Linked DNA regions of Mus musculus: region 2 is linked to region 1. Evidence: chromatin contacts called from public promoter capture Hi-C data. All regions are on one chromosome and are shown on one strand. Each heading gives the region's core, a stretch centred on a gene start, on an enhancer-like site or on the middle of the called end of the contact. The rest is flanking DNA. Distances are from core to core; before and after follow the strand shown.

What was found. Promoter capture Hi-C pulls out the DNA fragments that hold promoters and counts their contacts.
Region 2: a promoter capture Hi-C map of hippocampal neurons shows a contact between it and region 1, with 2.8 times the contacts expected there. The contact joins the promoter of Adcyap1r1 here to the enhancer-like site in region 1. A contact is called at or near these places in 9 of 39 promoter capture datasets (the 3T3-L1 cell line, 3T3-L1-derived adipocytes, embryonic stem cells and 6 more), 1 of 15 datasets of contacts at CTCF or cohesin (the NIH/3T3 cell line), 4 of 484 Hi-C or Micro-C datasets (Sertoli cells, cerebral cortex, cortical neurons and 1 more), 5 of 115 datasets of contacts at active chromatin or transcription factors (SST interneurons, VIP interneurons, neural tube and 1 more) and 2 of 9 other capture datasets (adipose tissue and embryonic stem cells).

The regions. Positions count from the first base shown.
Region 1 is chr6:55,240,147-55,243,598 of GRCm38.p6, reverse strand. All of the region lies in intron 5 of Mindy4 (MINDY lysine 48 deubiquitinase 4), which reads right to left. Among named protein-coding and RNA genes, the nearest start is that of Mindy4, 38 kb to the right of the region's middle. Within about 2 kb of position 1,823, at least 26 of the 459 cell types and tissues checked have an H3K27ac peak or open chromatin away from gene starts, as enhancers often do. A contact at or near this core is called in SST interneurons, adipose tissue, cerebral cortex and 1 more, where this site is marked.
Region 2 is chr6:55,450,065-55,453,591 of GRCm38.p6, reverse strand. Adcyap1r1 (adenylate cyclase activating polypeptide 1 receptor 1) reads right to left here and starts at 1,614. Exons shown (of 17, transcript NM_007407.4): 1 at 1,224-1,614.

The DNA of each region.
Region 1 (3,452 bases), core at 574-3,073:
GACTGCTTTCCCAGGCACCTGCACAGCAACTCTCAAGTCAAATTCTCACACAGTCCTGTGTAAGCACAGGGACTTTCAGTCTTATTTTTACAAATGGGGACACTGAGTCTCAGGCTTCAGCTGTCCCCTATAAATCCATCTCCCACTCATAGGTCTGTGGTGACACAGAGGAAGGGGGAAACCATACAGTAAAATGTTTCACAAAGCCCTGTCACTGAGAGGTGGGCCTTTACTTCAAGATGACCGCTTACCTCAACACTATGGAAGTGTATTAATTTCATCCAAGAATTATAATAACAACTCAATAAAGTCTGTTGTACCATTAGGTTAATGGAGCTCCAAGAGCCCGTCTTTACAAAGGGTCCTCAAAGGTATACATGCCATTTGTGATTCTTAGAGAATTTGAAAAAGGAAATGCTGTTTTGATTTCTTTCTCTTTAAAAAGTCCATCCAGCAAGGCGCAATGGTGCAAGCTTGTAATCTCTGCCACTCAGTAGGCGCAGGGCTGGAGGAGCACGAGTTCAGGGTATGCCGAGACCACAGAGTGAGTTTCATTAAACAGTGAAGAATAAATAGAATTTTTTTAAAGAAGGGACTAAGGCATTTTTCTCAGTTGGTAAAGTGCTTGTCATACAACCATGAGGACCCGAGTTCAATCCCCAGCAGTCATGTACCAAGCTGGGCACAGAGCACGTGCCTGTAATCCCAGCGCTAGAGAAGCAGCCAGGCACATTCTCGGGGCTTGCTGCCAGTCAGCCTAGGAAAATGGGCAGGTGCTAGATCCAATGAGAGACCCTGTCTCAAGAAATAAGGTGGAGAGCAAAAGAGGAAGATATCCAGTGTTGCCCTTTGGCTTCCATACACACTAGCACACACTAAGCACACAAACATACCCATGACATTTTCAAAGTTGAAAGGACGTGGAAGGGAAGCTCAGTGGTCAAGAACCTCCCCAGCATGACTAAAGCACAGGGGTAGAGACCCATCCCACCTGTACAAAGTTCAATGATAGAGACCTGCCCGGCGTGTGCAAAGCTGGGTTTAACAATCAACATAAAACAAAAACAAGAACAGGGAAGAACTCTAAAGGCCACCCAGACAGTGCACGTCTCAGGCCCAGGAATTCTGAGACTGTCTCTGAAAGTGACCTAAGTCCAGGATTGGTTTGTGGTAGTAAGGACTGAAAGCAGAGCCTTGGGCATGCTGAGCAAGAGCTTTGTCCTTGGGCTACCACTCCAGCTCCTTCCCACCCCGACCCTTACCCCTTTCTTGACACAGGGTCTACTACATCGCTTTGACTGAGCTTTGGACTCGTTCTTTAGCCAAGCAAACCTTGAGTATGTCTCTCAAGTAGCTGGAATTGTAGGCCTTCCCCACAAGGCCTGGCTCTGGTTTTTTTTGTTTTTTGTTTTTTTTTGGTTTTTGGTTTTTTTGTTTTTTGTTTTTTCATCTTTTTATTCCTTTAACCCCTGGAGTACATGACTAATTGTAGCTGCTGGGATGACCAGAGGTCTCGTTAGGCACACAGGCCCAGGGAAGCAGCTGTCTTTCGCCAATTTGGACAGAGAAACCAAAACTGGTCCCTTCAGTTACTCCCTCTTCCACCCCACACTGCCCATCATGGAAAAAGAACCTCCAGGAAATTTTGACCTACTCTTAAAGCACAGAGCACAGACTGTCTTCCGGATGGATGTTTCTTAGAAGGAGGAGCGGGAAAAGGCTGTCCCAAGCTCATTAACCTTGTGAGAGTGAGCATCATGCTACCTAACACACACAAACCAGGGAGCTGTGGAATTCTCCTGAGTAAGCCAGCCCCGACTTAGAACCAGCTCACTCTGGGCTAAAATTAGATGTGTCCCCGAGCCAGCTAAGCTGCCTCCTGTGCCTCTCCTGGCAGCCAATTTCACTAGAAATGAGGTGTGACTACCCCTGAGTCCAAACTGGGGATCCCTTCCCTCTCTGCCCCCCCTGTGTCTAAGGCAGGTCCCCACTTACTGAACACAGGCAGCTTGCATGTGGGAAGCCTGGCAGATCGGGGACTTACTGAGAAACTGAGACATGGCAGAGAAACGAGCTCTTCAAGGTTGGTCTGATAAGTGGCGGTTCAGAACTAAAACTCTCTCTGGGTCCCAAAGCTGGAGAGCACACAACTGCCTCAAGAAGTCAGTACATGGGGATTTCAGATTTTCACATTTCCTGTCTGGATCCCTTAGTGGAAACAGACTTCATGGGAGTTTGTAAGGAAGCGTGGGTGGGTGTATGGGGCGGGGGTGGGGGTGACGCAAGCAACACATTCTCTTTTAACCTCAACAGTAAAACTTCTGCCAAAGCCTGGTGTGTTGGTTCATGCTTTGAATCCCAGCAGGTGGAAGGCAGAAGCAGGCAGATCTCTGAGTTCTACACAGTGAGTTCCAGGACAGCCAGAGCTACATAAAGAGACTGTCTCAAAAAAAAAAAAAAAAAAAAAAAAAAAAAAAAAAAAAAAAAAAAAAATTAAGCAAAATTAAAAGCTGTCATAGCAGAACAAAGCGCTTGTGAGACTCTGGCTTTACTGGACTGTAAGGATCTGAACCTAATGAGACAGACACCTATCTCCCAAATCCCCAAGTCCTTGTTTCTCGGGCTTCATCCTCTGCCATCCGCAGCAGGCCCCCGTGTAGAGACATAGACTAGACTACAGCCCCTGAATCATGTAGGCAAGAAATAGCCCCGATAACACAGCCGGCAGGAAGCGCTTTAACCAGTGGTTTCTGGAGCTCTTTCCAGAATAAATACAAAGCTTTTGAAGCAACTAGAACCACACCATGCTGTCTGCTGTAGGAAATGTCACGTTGAACCTCATGAGGCGGGTCTAATCAAAGGGTCAGGGTTTGAAGAAAACATCCAGGGGGGTCAGAAGAGGGCTCTGGGCCTTGAGGGGGTCAATGGAGGTGACAAGTCTGGTGGGGAAAGGACAGAAGCCAGCTTTCCAGTGCCCCAAAGGGCAAACCTGAAGCAAGCTGCTATCTGTGCAACTGGTGCAAGCTACTAGTTCTAGTCCTAGAAGTCCTCCCCACACAGCAAAGGGAGGACTGTTACTCTCCTGATCCTCAGTCATGTCAGCCTGTGCCCTCAATTTCTAGGACAGCCCAGTATGTGCCATCACCTCACCCTGATTCCCACATTTCATGACACATATTATGACCTTGTCTATTTTGGGGTCTTTCCTCAGTGGTAAAAGATACATGCTATCTGCCACTCACTTTCCCTACCTGTTCCTCCTGCTTCAAATTCTCCTCTACTGAAAAAAAATAAGGAAAGTGACAGATGACATCACATATCCGTGTGCCCTTCACTCGGGGTGACAGGTCACATTCACTTTTTTCTTTCGACACATGCTTGCAGACACACAAACACACACACACACACACACACACACACACTCCTTTTCAGAGGCAGGAGGCCGTTTCGCT
Region 2 (3,527 bases), core at 365-2,864, 210 kb before region 1:
CTTGTCCCAAACCCACAGCCACCCTCCAGCCTGCAGCTTGACCTTCCGAATGGTCTGCCTCAGTCCAACTGCAGTCTGGGGGCAGACTGCCTTCCACGTCCTCTGTATGGGCTCTAAATTCCTACATACCCTCACAGGAATGCACCTGAGCTGCCACAGGGAAAAAAAAATCCAAACAGATGCCTATTTCTCTCTCTTTAGGCCATGAGGGAATTATGGGACATACAGCCTGAAGTAAAGAAAAGTAGTCACAGCAGCCCTGAAATGGACTGAGGAATTAGCCAGACCCCCTCTCATGCCAAGGTGGTCCAGAAGGCTCTGGGTTCCTAGAACTGAAGCTCCACTCCCTAGCAGCGAGGGAAATGCCATCGCCATCCCCTTCCTGCGTGTTTGCTCCTGAAGATCTAGTTCCACGAACTGGTGCCTGGTCCCTTGCTCTTGCTGACAATATGATCCTGCTCCCAGTAGTCAGCTAGCTACTGCAGAGCCTGGGCCTTTAAAACAAACATCAGGGGTCTCGGAGGGGCCCACTACAGCAACCCCACTCCCACAGCGATTTTCCCCCACAGGCCCTGCAGGGCGTTTCCTTGTTAGACCACCAACCCCCAAGCGTCTCTTGGTCAACCTCTCCCCGAGCCCCGGGGAAAGACTATCCTTAGGATAGTCCTATAGCCGTAGGGCTATCCTTTTAAAAACAATGCTAAAGCTTATCTCTATTGGGGGCACAAACTAAATTGATCCCTATCTTATCTCCGCAGCTCATCCCTCAAACGCCCTGCAGACTGTAGAACCGAGTTCCCAAGAGACCCTCCAGCATTTCTTTCCAAATCCACGTAGGCGCTTTGGTCCGACCTGGAGACAGGGAGATCGAGCTCTGGGGGATCTCTGGCCGTAGTGTCATTCGTGCCCCTGAATGCCTCTTTCTGGCACCAGAAAAGGCTGAGACAGCTAGGCCGATACTCACTGAATGGTCTACAATAATGTGCTCCAAGCCACGGTCCGACACTTGGATGGAGCAGAGAGAAGCGTAGGCAGCCCGCGGCGGCGGGAGAGGATGGGCTCCGACTCTGTGCCCCGCGTTGGCCCTCGCTGGCTTTGGGTTTGGCAGAGCACGCGGCTCCTGGAGACCTCTGGGCTGAAGGAGGGGTCCAAGGGCCCCGCTGGAAAAGGGTCTGGCGCTGGGCGAGTGCGGAGCAGAAGGACAGGCCAGGAGTGGTCCTTACCTGATGGCCTCGGGGCTGGTCGGGACTGCTGGGCGCAGGGGCTGAAGGTGCAGGAGGACGCGCAACCCGCGAATCCGCGCCCAGAGCCGCACTGGCTGGAGCGTGTGCGCCGCGGAGCGCGCGCCGAGCCTGGTCTCTCGGTGCGTGTGGCCGCGAGCAGCCAAGTCTGTGTGTCCCTGCGCCGCGGTGTGTGCGTACTGCACAAGGGACCGCGCTGCTCCAAAGTCGCAGCCAGTCGCAGTCGGGAATCGGAGCGAGGCGTCCCTCGTCTCCTTTAGCCCACCCTGTGCCACTCGACCGGCTCTGTCCTGCGGGAGAGGCGCCGCCTCTGCTGCGCAGCCAGGCCCGGGGCCGAGGGAGGCGATAGACCACCGCCTCCCCGGCAGACCTCGCAGGCGGGGGGTGGGGTGCAGGCCAATGAGAGCCCGGGGGGCGGGGTTAGGCCGGGGGCAGAGATGGGGAGCTGGATGAGGACCACCGCGCTGACACAAGCCAGAGCTGCAGCAGGGACCCAGGGCGCGGAGGCGGAGGTAACAGCCCCCCTTTCCCAGTTCTGTCGCAGAGCTTCCGGGCTGAGTTGTGCCTTCCTCAGGGCTCACCACCTTTCTGTCCAACAGCAAAACATCCACTAGAGAAAGCCCTCTCCCTCTCTTCTCTGTGTTCCAAGCCTCCTCTGGCAACCTGCCACCTGAGCAAGTCCCTGGCCCTCTTTGGGCCCTCCTCTGCTCACAGTCAGGGGTCTAGAAGGGATGAATTGCAGGTGCCTATCTAGATGTCCTCGAATGTGACACCCCAGAGAACACCTCTATAGCCAGAAAAGGAGTAGAGGTGCTTACGGGAAGTCTGTTAAAAATAAATGAGACTGCCCTGCCAGCTCTGGGAGTTTGGGTGTGCGGCCTGATGTTTCTGAGCCTCCACTTCTTCACCTGCACCACATCGTTTCTATTTCTGGGCTCATGAGAAGAACAACATTGTGTAGGAACAGTCTGTGTGCCAGTAGCAAACTTGTACTAGGCTCATATATTCACTGATGCTAAACAAATTACTATTGTTGTTGGTGATATGGTGTACTCACCCTTCTTCTGGTACAATTTGATAAGCAGGAGCTTAATGAGCAGAACTCAGTCAAATAAGGTCACAGTGCCAATATCCTGCCACCTCCAGTTTGGCATAACTGTGTCCAGTCACAGCATCCTGAGTTCTTTGTATCCCCATCACTTAGTCTCAACTGGCTTCTGTCATTGCCTGTTCAGGCAAGTTCTGAGCCACCCTTGATGTGTGTCCTTCTGAAGAACCTTCAAGGAAGAAGAGGGAAGGAGAAAGAACTTGAGCCTTTTGTTAGCAAGGTCAGTCTAGCTGAAAACAAAAGGACAAGGAGATGGAGAAGACCCATGAATGGGAGCCACACAGAACCCTAACTGGTAAGACCTACATGATCATTTTACATCCGACTTCACAATGAAAACAGAAAGGCTAAGAATAGGAAGCAACCTGATGCTCCAGAAAGATGTATGGAGTGTCCTATATACAGACAGCAAGTTTATGATTCCCCACTTAGTCCAGGAAGCACTGGTCACCTCGTAGACAGCTGGCACTCGCTTGTGTTCTTTCAGGCCATGTTCCAAAGGAAGAGCAGTGGAGAATATGTCTTCTCTCTTAAGAGTGGTCAGGACCCCCTCTAGGGAGAGTACAGCTAGACGCTGGGCAGAAGTCAGCAGTCAATCAGGAGCAGCTCTAGAACGCACTGCATCTCTCTCTGGTCTGTTTTCCCAAACTGGAGGTCAGCTTCTCTACTTGGCCTCCAGCCTTGATGTAGGACGGATCAAATGAGATGTCACCTGTGAAAGTACTCTGCAAACTGCGAGACATTCAAGGGGAGGCAGGGCTGTTGATAGCCTCCACATAGGAAGTGGAACATGAAACATGGGACATTGGCACTAGGGGCTGCCAGGGAGGGGGAGATGCAATCACTTACCCACAGTAGATCAGATCACTCCACTACGGGAATCCTGACGCTTTGAGTTTGTGCATCCAGTTCCTGGCTCATTACATACTGCTGGTTCTTCATGTCTGTGTCTGGGAACCAGAGCCCTGCTTTCTGTTGTGTGTTAGCAGGTGCACATCATGGAATATGAGAAAGACAGTCATGGTGGGTGTCTTCCTCTATCCAGGCAACCAGCTGTGCAGAAAGAAATGAGACATTCATGTAAACCCACATGTCTTCCCTTTGCTTCACAGCCTATGGCCTGAAGGTGAGTCCCTGGCAGACTCCAGGTAGAGGACAGTCAGACTTACTACTTGTAC